2 separate regions of the Oryctolagus cuniculus genome follow, and region 2 is linked to region 1. A link is a contact called in public Micro-C data. All regions are on one chromosome and are shown on one strand. Each heading gives the region's core, a stretch centred on a gene start, on an enhancer-like site or on the middle of the called end of the contact. The rest is flanking DNA. Distances are from core to core; before and after follow the strand shown.

Region 1 (5,654 bases), core at 1,985-4,484:
GGACAGTAATGCCACAGAGGCCCTGATCACGGGGAGCCCCGTGGCCCAGCCACAGAATCCCAGCGTGGGTGGATGCCCGTGCGAGCGCTCTCTCTCTCTCTTTGACACAGACCCACGGACACCTTGTGACCAAAAGACCCCCCAGGGCTGGCTCATGCACACTCACCCAGCACTTCCGGTGAAGATCCAGATTTTCATTCATGCCACCTCCCCCCCATCCCAAGGCAGGGCTTGTTGTCTCGTTCCCGCCATGTTCCCAGGGCTAGGCCAGGGCCTGGCAGGCACTCTTGTCTGCCTCACGGTCCCCAGCACGCAGCGCCACTAGGCAGCGGGCCGACCCACCCAGAAACACTCCTGTTCATACACTGGCCTGCAGCTCTTCGGTGTCTCCAGAGGGTGCTGTCACTCTGCCTCAATGAGGTACAGTGACCAGGAGCACATGCCCCTAAGATATTGAGAGAGAGAGAGAGAGAGAGAGAGAGAGAGAGAGAGAGAGAGAGAGATCTTTTGTCTTCTGGCTCACTCCCCAAATGGCCGCAATAGCAGGTGCCCAAAGCCTGGAGCTCCACCCTGGTCTCCCATGTGGGTGCAGGGGCCCAAGCACTTGACCCATCTTCCTCTGCTTTCCCAGGTGCATCAGCAGGGAGCGTGATCGGAAGCCGAGCAGCCGGGACTTGAACTGGTGCTCTGATTGCGGGATGCTGGTGTCCCAGTGTCACTGCTACTGTTCCCTGTTAGGGACATTTAGACACACAAACACGTGCACCACCGGGGGGGGGGGTGCGTGCTTTCAGGAACCCACTGGGCATGGCCTTAGTAGCCTCCACACAGCAGGACCTGCACACACACACATGTACACATGCACGCACTTGCCCACCTGGGCACCAACATTCCCTTCAAAAGGCCATTCATAGCCCAGAAGGTCTCCAGCTGTCTGGCTGTGGGGGGCCAGAAGATGCTGGCTTAATGGCAGTGAGGAGGATCCACCTGGAGGGGCCGCAGGTACCACCGTTCTGCCTGTCTTGGATCGCCTCAGGGCACCTCTGCCCCCGTTCCCCCAGCACCTGCTTTCCCTCGCCCCGTTCTCTTCTCTCTCTTTTTTAAGACTTATTTTAGGGGCTGGCATTGCATCACAGCAGGTTAAAAGAGGTCTTCCATACTGGTTCACTCCCCCAGATGGCCATAACAGCTGGGGCTGGGCCAGGCTGAAGCCAGGAGCCAGGAGCTTCTTCTGGGTCTCCCACACAGGCACAGGGGCCCAAGGACTTGGGCCATCCTCTGCTGCTTTTCCCAAGTGCATTATCAGGGTGCTGGGTCATGGATGTGGAGCAGCCAGGACTCAAACCAGCGCCCATATGGGATGCTGGCACTGCAGGTGGTGGCTTTACCTGCTACACCACAGTGCTGGCCCCCATCCCCCTCCATTCCTTTCTGTTCTGGAAGTGGGGAGCCAGGGGCCTGCAGGAGTGGACAGATCCCCACCTCAGTATGTATGTTCACATATCCCAGGCCTCCTTGCCCTTGTCTGTCCCTAACAGCCGGGCTTTGTGTCGCCTGCCATATTTCTGGGCGTCCACCCACAGGACTATGGGCAAGTGTGTATATAGGGGGTGGGGGGCACAGGCACAGCCTGTGTGCTATGTGTGTGACACCCACGTGCAGAACTGTCAGCTGACAGAATACCAGGCTCACCTGTCAATGTGTCCAAGGCCTGGGCTACATCCGGGCAACAGGGTGTGATATATGTGCCCTTCTGTTGTGACAGTTCATGTTGCTTTCTTTTCTAAGATTGATTGATTGATTTGATTTTTAAAAGATTTTATTTTTTGTTTATTCATTTGAGAGGTAGAGTTACAGACAGTGAGAGGGAGAAACAGAGAGAAAGGTCTTCCGTCCACTGGTTCACTCCCCAAATGGCCGCAATGGCTGGAGCTGTGCCAATCCAAAGCCAGGAGCCAGGAGCCTCTTCAGGGTCTCCCACACAGGTGCAGGAGCCCAAGCACTTGGGCCATCTTCTACTGCTTTCCCAGGCCACAGCAGAGAGCTGGATCGGAAGTGGAGCAGCTGAGACTAGAACCAGCGCCTATATGGGATGCCAGTGCCACAGGCGGAGGGTTAACCTACTGCACCACAGCGCTGGCCCCACGATTGATTTTAAATGTGATTTTAAAATTTATCTGAAAAGCAGTATGAGAGAGAGAGAGAGAGAGAGAGAGAGAGAGAGATCTTCCATCCAATGGTTCACTTCCCAAATGGCCTCAAAGGCTGGGGCCGGGCCAGAGCAAGTTGAAGCCAGGAGCCAGGAGCTTCTTTCAGGTCTCCCACATGGGTGCAGGGGCCCAAGCACTTGGGCCATCTTCTACTGCTTTCCCAGGCACATTAGCAGGGAGCGGGATCGGAAGTGGAGCAGCCGGGGCTTGAACCGGCGTCCGTACGGGATGCTGCTGTTGCAGGCAGTGGCTGTACCTGCTACGCCACAACGCCGGCCTGGGCCATTGTTGCTTTCTATCGCTGACATTATGTGTCTCTTTGTGTTGTTTGGCCCACGTGGATGGCGTGGGTTGGTGTGACAGTGGGTTCGTGTGATGTCACGGCACCATTCCAAGTGTTGGAGTGGGTTGCTACAACTGTCCATGTGTTTGTACAAGAGCTGGGGGGTCTGGAATGAGTCAGGGTGTGGCTATGGGATCACATGTGTGTCAACGTGTGTGTGTGCATCAGCATGGATGTGTGTGTGTGAGAGAGCGAGCGAGTGCATTCACCTCGGTACGTGGTACGTGTGTCAGGGTGTGTGCTTTGTCTTCGGATCGTGGAAGAAGTGGCATGTGTCGTGGCTCTGAGCTTGGCTACCCCCTGTGGGTCGGGGTGTCTGTGCTAGAACGCAGGCCAGCACATGTGGGACCGGCCTTGTGGCTGTGCCTGCATGCATGCGTGTGTGTGTGTGCATGTAACAGCGCGTGTGTGGGTCTGCAGGCAGGCACGCATGGGTGTGCATGTCCTGAGCGAAATGTGTGCGTGTGAGCATGCATGCATGTGTGCGTGTGCGTGTGAGACAGAGAGAGAGAGAAAGAGAGAGCGCGCAGGCCGCCGCTCCCCGCCCTGCCCGCCCCTCCCCGCGCCCCTCCTCCCGCCCGCGCCGCCCGCCCGCCCGCTCCCTCTCCCCGGAGTGCGCCGCCGCTTCCAAACTTTGTCTAAACTTTCACTTTCACAGCGCGGCGGCGGCGGCGGCGGCGGCGCGGGCGAGGGTGACCGGCCGAGCGGCGGCGTTATGGAGTAGACGCGCGGCGGCGGCAGCGGCGGCGGCGGCGGCGGCAGCGGCGGCGGCGGCGGCGGACGCGAGAGGCAGCGGCGGCGGCGGCGGCTGCGGCGGCCCCGGGAGCCGGCGGGGCCGAGTCTGCGAGCGGCGAGCGCGGAGCGGCGCCGGGCCGAGCGCGGGGGCCGCGCGGCGGAGGCCGGAGCAGCCGAGCCGGAGCCGGAGCCGGAGCCGGAGCCCGGAGCCGAGCGCGGCCGCCGCCTGCCGGGCCTCCCCTCGCCGCGGCCGGCCGCCGCGCTCCAGCCCGGGCGCTCAGCTATGTACTCCCCGTACTGCCTCACCCAGGTACCGGCCGCCGCCCCCGCGCGCGCGATCGGGGGAGGGCAGCGGGCGCGGGAGGCCGGCGGGCGGCGCGGGCGGGCGGACGGGCGCAGGGGGCGCGCGGCGCCGAGGCGGGGGGCAGTGAGCCTGCGGGCCGCCGAGGGGTGCAAGTGGTGCCGCGAGGGGACTCCGGGCACGCGTGCGGGCGTCACCGCGCGCGTGCGACCCTGGCCCGCGGGCGGACTCCAGCTGGGGGGCTCCGGACGGGTTCGGGGTGGAAGCGGGGAGAGGGGGGGCGGGTTGGAGGGAGGTGGTGGCGGGGCTGCGTGCGTGGCGCTGCCCCCGGGGGGCGCGGGGCGGGAGTGCGTGCGCGCGTGGAGGAGTGGAGGGGGGGTTGTCGGTGGGCGGCGGGACGGCCAGCGACCTGCGGGCGGCTGTGGCGCGCGCCGGGAGGGGGGCGGCGTGACCGCGGGCGGTGTTTTTGCAAGGGTGACAGAGTGGCAGGAGGGTGGCCCCGAGGGCGCAGAGGGGACACCGGGTCCGGCGCCGCTCCCTGGGGCGGGCGCAGCGGTTCCCGAGGGTGGCAGCGGGCCGGCGTGCGGGCTTGGAGGCTGCCCTGGCGTGCGGCTGGGGGTGCCCCGGGGCGGGCCGAGCGGCCCGGGCGTCTCCCCAAAGTCTTTGTTCAGGCCTCACATGGGAGCGGGGCTAAGAAAATGGCGGGGATCCCAAATTTCGGAGGGACAGGGGAGGGGAGGAAGGGGCGGGCGCGCTGCCAGCCAGGGCCGCGCCTCTCCGGCGACCCTGGATGTCCAGCCGCGCACCACCACCCAGCCCCCTCCCCAAACTTTTCCCTTGCACAAACTTTTCCTGCCCCAGCCGACCCGGGCTGCTTGCGGGGTGGACCTGGCGGGTTCCCGCGGTGGGGGTGGGGAGGGAATCCCACCCCGCCAAGCCCTGAGGCGAGAGGGGCGGGGGAGGCAGCCCGGACGCGCGCGGCCCACGGTGCCGCTGCGGCCACGCCGTCGGGTCAGCCTCGGGCGCAACAGCGCCGACCTTGGCGCGCAGAGAGAGCGCGTCCCGCCTCCTGCGAAGTCAGCGGCAGCAAAGACCCAGAGCGTGCCTGGCTTACCATCCTGTCCTCTCTAGAGGCTGTGGCCTGAGACTCCCCAGAGGGGGCACGAGAACCACCACCCCCGAGTCCTCCAATGGCCTTGGGAACGGCTGCTTCCGCGGTTGGGACACCTGGACGGAGTGGGGATGGCTTGGGTGCTTGGCCCTCAGTTTAGTTTAGCCAGGCCTGCGGTGTAAGTGTGCAAGGAGCTAGGCCAGACCTGGGGCTCTAACTGTTCCCTGTGCGTGGCCTGAGCCCTGCCAGTCTTATGCCCAGGGGTGCCAAGGGAGAGGAACCATAATCCACAGCTGAACGTGGGATCTGCAGGGGTGTACAATGAGGGTATGGCCAGGTGCGTGTGAGCCGTGGTGTGTGTGTGTGTGTCCTGTGGCCTCGTGGATCAGCCGTGGACAGCAGTGCCGAGTGGGTTAGATGGGGCCCTCGGTGAGCGAGTTGCCTGTAGACAGCGGATCAGAGCATTGTCGGGCAAGGACCCGCGTGCCCGAGTGTGTATCGATCGCAGTGTACGTGCAGGTGGGAGCAGGCACTCTGACCACTGTGACGGTGTGGGGTACGCCCTGCCTTGGACCTCCAACGACTGTGCCATGCTGGCTGCTTCCTCCTCCACCCCCATTCACACACACACACACACACACACACACACGGCCATCTCGCCCCACCTAGCTGCAATCCCTTCCAAGTGGGGCTACGCATGGCTGGTGTCTGGGGCCTGCTTGGGACCGAGACCCCCACATTTAAGCAGCTGGTTGGCCACCAGGTTGCCAACCAGGCTTCCACGCCAAGCACACCAGACATCTGGGCCTGGCCCCCACCAGTGGCTTGGTCAGGAACCTGTGTGTCCCCCCACCACCACCCTTGCACACACATGCACGCACACACACGTAGAGATTGCTCAGCACCTCCTTGGGGGGGACAGGCGATGATACTGGTGCCCCCTTGGAGTAGGGA
Region 2 (5,696 bases), core at 1,345-3,844, 57 kb after region 1:
CATCAGCCGAAACCTGGAACAGGGAGTGGAAGCTGGGTCCAGCGCGTCTTAACTGGCCACACCTGGGCCACCTCATGAGTGCATAGCAAGCCCCAGGGCAAGCCTGCCCTTGGCATCCCCCCCATAGGGTAAACCTGCCCTGGAGCCAAACCCCGGGGCAGGGGGGAACCTGCAGCAGGTCTGAAGGTCCTTCCCTGGGTGGAGCCTCCCCGCTCCCCCCTCCCAACACTGGCAAGATCCCATGATGCCTCTGCTGAGCTGGGGGAGCCAGCGAGAGTGCTCAGAGGGAGGGAAGAAGGCAGAGCAAGGAAACAACCCCATTGTCATCCCCAAATTACTGGCTGGGATGGCAGGGGAGGAGGCGGAAAGCCGACATTGTTTACTTAATTAAAAGTAAACAACAATTTGCTGCTGCCAGCCTCCCATTAGCTGTGTGTAGTGCTGGAGACAGGGGCTTTCGCTCCCACTGAGCCGGCTCCTGATGGCCACACCCCCAGCGCCGGCTCCCTGGGGTGGGGGGCAGCCCTTCCCCACTCCTGTCTTCTTTAGGCTGAAGAGGTGGAACAAGGAGGGAAAATACAGCCCGGTAATGTCTCAGAATCCTGCGGGTCAGGAGGAGAGACACTGGCACTTGGCTGGCACTGGGGGGAGCTAGACACCCCCCCCCCCATGGGTGGCCCAATAGTGGCACTGGCTGTGGTGGGCAGGGCAGGTAGGGCACAGATGCTGGGCTACCCAGGGAGAGGAAGGTGCCTTCCTCTGCCCACCCCCCAAGGCCCGCCCCAGTCCCGAACTACCTGGAGGCCTGGGCCTCCCTACCCCACCTCCTACTTTTTCCTTTTCCCTCGTAGCAGCGTATAAACATTCTTCTCCGATCTTGGCTGTGTTCCCAGAAGGGGACTTTTGGGGGGACCGGGAGGGCTGGGACAGAGGCAAACTCTGGGGCCCCAGTGGGGTGGAGCCACTTCAGCTATCCACCTCCCAGCTCATCCCTGGGCCAGGGATGCTGGCATTGAGTAAGCTGAGGCCAGGACAGAGCCCAGGATGGTCCTCAGGTTGCACTGCCCCCAGGGTCCTGGCTGTGGGGAGAGAAGGGGGTGGAGAGCCTTGGAGACCCTAGTCTGCAGCAGTGTGTCTCACCCCAGGAAGACCTGGGCGATCTTACTCTCCCCGGCCATCCTGCCGGCCGCCGTCCACTGTCCCGCCCGTCCGGACCTCGGCTGGTCACGCACGGGGCGGGGGGCGGGGGCGGGGGTCTCGCACGCATGCGCACACAGAAAATTTGAGCCGTCTGTCCGGCGCTTAATTGAATTAAAGGACTGGAGTTTGGCAGCGCATCGTGTATCTGAGCTGCGGCTTCTCTGGGCCGCGGCAGCAGCCGGCTCAGGCTCCCTGCGACTCCAGCTGCTGTTGCGGCTGCTCCATGCTCTTCTGCCTTGGCCGGGCTCCCTCTTCCCAGGCCAGAGGCTCACAGGCCTGGGGGGTGTCAGGATGCCTGCTCCCCCACTCCCCGACTTGCTACCAGCTCCTGCCGCCCCCAGGGGAGAACCTGCCCTACAGGAGTAGCCAGGACAGGAGCCCTGAGGGATGGAGGGGGCTGAGTGTATGTGGTGGTTGTGGGGGTGTGTTCCGCTGCCACCCCTCCCTGGGAGAGCCGTGGGAACAGTGATGCCTCCCCCCAGCCCCCCCCCCCCCGGGAGCAAATGGGTGGCTTCAGAAGCTCACTCCCTTCGTCCCCTGCCCGCCACCACCTGTTACCAGCCCTCCCCCCACCCCCGCCCCTTACTGGAGCCACACAACCAATTCTCTCCCCTCCTTGGGGAGCGGAGGGGTGAGCTCAGGCCCTGCTGTCCCCCACCCCGTGAGTAGAAGGGAGGGGCACTGGCAGCCTGCCTTGCTCCCCCGGGGCACCAGCCTCCAGCCCCCTGTTGTGCTCTGCTATGTGGGGGTGCCTGCTGTGTGCAGACTCTGCATCCCCCAACCCCCACCCTTGACCCACAGCTCCAGAGAAGCCTGGACAAGCTGCTAATGGCTGGCAGTGCGGGCATCCCACCACCACGGGGACCTCCTGGGGGGGGCACCACCCGTGGTGCTTGGGCAGTGGCTGGGGCACAGGAGGTAGGGAGCAGGAGGGCCAGTAAGCCTTCTTCCATCTGGGGCCGAGAACTGGGGGGCCAGGGAAGCAGCCGGGCCCTGTGAGGGAGCTGCACTGCCCAGGGTCAGGGGGGTGGGGGGCGGGCCTCACCTCAGCTAACCTCCCCCGTGGAACAAAGGGGCCTTTCTCCACACCCGCCCGGGAGGGTGTGCCTGCCCGCTGCTGCTGCTGCTGCCGCCGCTGGGAAGGGTGCTCATTCCCCCACCCCCTCCTGACTTTTCTTCATTTCTCTCCCCCCATCTCTGGTTCCTGATCTCTCAGTTTTAGTCTCCTTTATATCCCCCACCCCGCCACGTTCTTTTTGCATAAGGGAGGGGTGGCGGAGATCGTCCTTCTAAGTGTTTATCAAGTGCACAGACAAAAAGTGAGGACGTCCCGGGGTGTGTGAAGAATATTCCTGGGGTCACACGCTGCCCCCCGCCCCCGCCCCGTGTCCAGGGGAGAGGCAGGCAGGTCTGAGCCCCCTCCCTGCGGGTGGGAGCGGGCTCACGGAATCACAGACCCCTTCCCCCGCCGCTGCCCCAGCTATGCACCTGGCGGGCGCCCCACCTCTCACTTCTCCTTGCCGCCCGCCCGTTCCGCGGCCCCCTTCTGTCCGGCCCCGCACCGCAAGCTGTTCCTAATCAAGCTGGGCCCTCCCTGCACATCACGGGATTTGCTTGGCAGCCGCAGCGGCGGGACGCGCCGCCTCGGGCAGCTCCTTCCTCGATGCCCCGCCGGGGGGTCCGAGCGGCCCGAGTCTGGCCAGGTCCTGTCCTTCTCCTTCCGGCTCAGGCCTCATGGGTGTGCAAGGGGGAACCCCGGCCCCTGGAGCCCCGCCGCAGCCCGCAGAGAGCAGCTAGCGTTAACTCGCTGCGCCACCTAGCTGCGGCGCCGGGGAGTGCAGCGGCGCTCGCCGCTTCCAGCTCCTTTTGCTCCGTCCGGTCCCACCTTGATGAATGGGCGATTTGGCTCCTGGCAGCTGGGGAGGATGGATGGATGGATGTCATTTTTGTCGCTTCTGCAGCGGTGGCTATCCTCATATATGCTTGGCACTTTACAATGCGTAAAACCGTCGCATCCTCTGTCAAACTGCCTAACAATGCCAGTGCACAGCTCACCGTGGCTGTCTTAACCCATCTTGTTTTGTTGCACCGGGAGACTAGAGATGTACTGGGATCGAATGGCTGCAGCACGTCTAGGCCCAGGACTCCAGGCCCAGGGGCCCTGTGCAGTACCTGGTGCTGTCTTGGGCCCCCTGCAGGAGGTCATCTGTTTGACCCAGCTGCCCCAGGCTCTAGGGGGGAGGGAGGGGCCAAGTGAGAAATTTGGAGTCTAGGGCCCAAATTCCACATGCCTTGTCTGCACAGCTCTGGATGGTGGCTGCCTTAGGACTTGCCCTTTGCAAGAACTGTTTGTGTTCTAGCACTTGGGGAGGAGGCCAGCATGTCCAGGCCTGTGCCCAGTCCCCTGTTGAACTTGTAAGGGAGGATCAGCTGGGCTCTGCGGGTTGGGCCTGTGATGAAGAGGTGCCAGCTAACCGGGACTTCTGTCCCCTGGGTGGCCAGCCAGGGCGGTCACAGCTGGACGAAGGACGTGGAAGGATCTTTTGTATGGAAGTGACCCCACACAGGGAGGAACCCCACCAAGGCCTTTTCCTCAAGGGGCTAAGGGGGGTGTCTAGAGGGTGCTATAGGTCATACAGGTCAGCCACCTGGGGCTCTTGTCGCATCCAGAGCTGGAGTGTCCCATACCCCAGGCCTGGCTTAGCCAGAGGCTCCCCATGTGGGCAGAATTGGAAGGTAGGAGAAAGGTCCCACTTAAGCGTCTGGTTCTGGTGGTCTGTGTTGGGTGCTCATTGATTAGCCAGAATCAGTCTCGGTCTCCTCCAGGGCCAAGATGAGTCCCTGGGTGGAGGAGGCACCTTAGGGCTTACTGGCCTGGGTGCTGTACCATCCATTGGGGCAGAGAGAGTTAGAGCACTCGGGGCCGGGAGGCAGGTGGCTTCCGCTGTACTCCCACTACCCCGCAGGGAGGGAGAGGTAGGGGTGGCCTCCACTGGGTCTCCTGGGTGGCCTCTCCCAAGGGGAGAGGCAGACAGGAGCAGGGGTGGGTGGGGTGAAGATACGAGGGTGGGGGCTGCTGCTGCTTTGCTGTCTCTGCCCCTTCTGTCTCTGTTTCCGGTGAGGCTAAGGTGTGCAGGGCTCCTGGGTGTCGCCCTGTGGCTGTGCGGGTGCCCGATGTCCCCTGACAGACGCCAGCAGCTGGATGCCACCCAAGCAGTTGTGCACACACAGCTTCTCCCAGGGATTTTTAGGAAAGTCCCCTCTTCCTTCTATTTTTATTTATTTATTTTTCTTTTCCCTTAAAGCAGAGATTTGTTCCTCTGCCTGCACTTTCATTCTTGGCATTCCCCCTGCCCGTGCCACCCAGCCCCACCGCCTCTCTCAGAACCTTGTGCTTCTCTGGTTCTTTCTGCCAAAGTCGTCTTGTCTTTGAACCGCTTTGCTTCGGCCTTGATCCTCTACCTTGGCACACCTCCGTCTCTGTCTTGTCTGTCACTCTCCGAGGATTATTGCCTGTTCCTTTCCTTTCCCCCAAACTTTCCTGCTTGTCCCAGGCATGTCCCTCAAGTACCTCCCCCCGCCCCAAACCCATGTCTTCCTCTCATCCCAGCCTGGGATGAGACTCTGTTGTCTCTCCATGAGTAATTAGACCAAGGGCAAGTGTATTTGGGGCTGGGGGAAGGGCAACACCCAGCCTTGGGAGGTGGGGACACTATTAATAGCCTTGCGAGCAGCTGGGGGTGGGGGCGGATGTCTGGCCAGCCTGGCTGGCCTGGGCAGCTCAAAGGGCCAGAAAGGGCAGTGCTGGAAATAGAGGGAGTGGGGGTGGGGGTGCCCACTCTGCAGGCACCTCTCTCCTTGGTGCATGGTGTGTGTGTGTGTGTGTGTGTGTGTCGGGGCAAGGGGGGGGGTGGGTAAAAGGCGTTCTTGTCTGTCTGTTAGCAGACTGGGGAGGAGACTCAAGCTCTCAGGGGCTGGGGACCATTTGTCTGGACCCCCCCCCCCATCCCATGACTCCTGGCCCCGGGCCCTCTCGGAAACGCTGGCTGCAGCGCCGACTGAGTCGTGGCACCAGCTGGCGCTGCCAGCCGAGCGCTCTGCTCATGGACCAGCGCCTGGTTGCTCCTGGAGGCGTCGTCAGCTCTCTATCTCCAGGACTGGGCCTGGGCTGGACGAGGCCTTGGGATATCCCCGGGGAAACAAGTGCTGGCTCTGCTCTCCCCGTTCCCTGCCCGCCGTCCCTTTCTGAAGCTACCTCTCGCTTACTCGTGCCCATCACCGGCTGCCATCCGCTGCACCTGCGGGAGGGGGGTGCGGCTCTGTCACTGCCCCAGGTCAGCCTCTGGGGTGGGGGTGGGGGGTGACACCAAAAGCTGCAATTTCATATAGAGCCTGAACCCCTGTGGCTGAGGAGCTGCCCCTACACCTCCCTCTACCTCCTCTCTGCCTTGGCGGCTCCCCCTGGTCCCCTGGGATCCCCGCACTGGTAAGGTGCT

Evidence for each region. A called contact is a pair of places that touch in the nucleus more often than the background predicts.
Region 2: a Micro-C map of ear pinna shows a contact between it and region 1, with 2.6 times the contacts expected there. The contact joins the enhancer-like site here to the promoter of NFIX in region 1. A contact is called at or near these places in 2 of 6 Hi-C or Micro-C datasets (ear pinna and an unstated tissue).

What each region holds. Positions count from the first base shown.
Region 1 is chr16:62,429,730-62,435,383 of mOryCun1.1, forward strand. It overlaps NFIX (nuclear factor I X), which reads left to right and starts at 3,235. Exons shown (of 11, transcript XM_051839483.2): 1 at 3,235-3,598. The coding sequence starts at 3,572.
Region 2 is chr16:62,487,242-62,492,937 of mOryCun1.1, forward strand. All of the region lies in intron 2 of NFIX (nuclear factor I X), which reads left to right. Among named protein-coding and RNA genes, the nearest start is that of LYL1, 32 kb to the right of the region's middle. Within about 2 kb of position 2,595, at least 1 of the 8 cell types and tissues checked has an H3K27ac peak or open chromatin away from gene starts, as enhancers often do. A contact at or near this core is called in ear pinna, where this site is marked.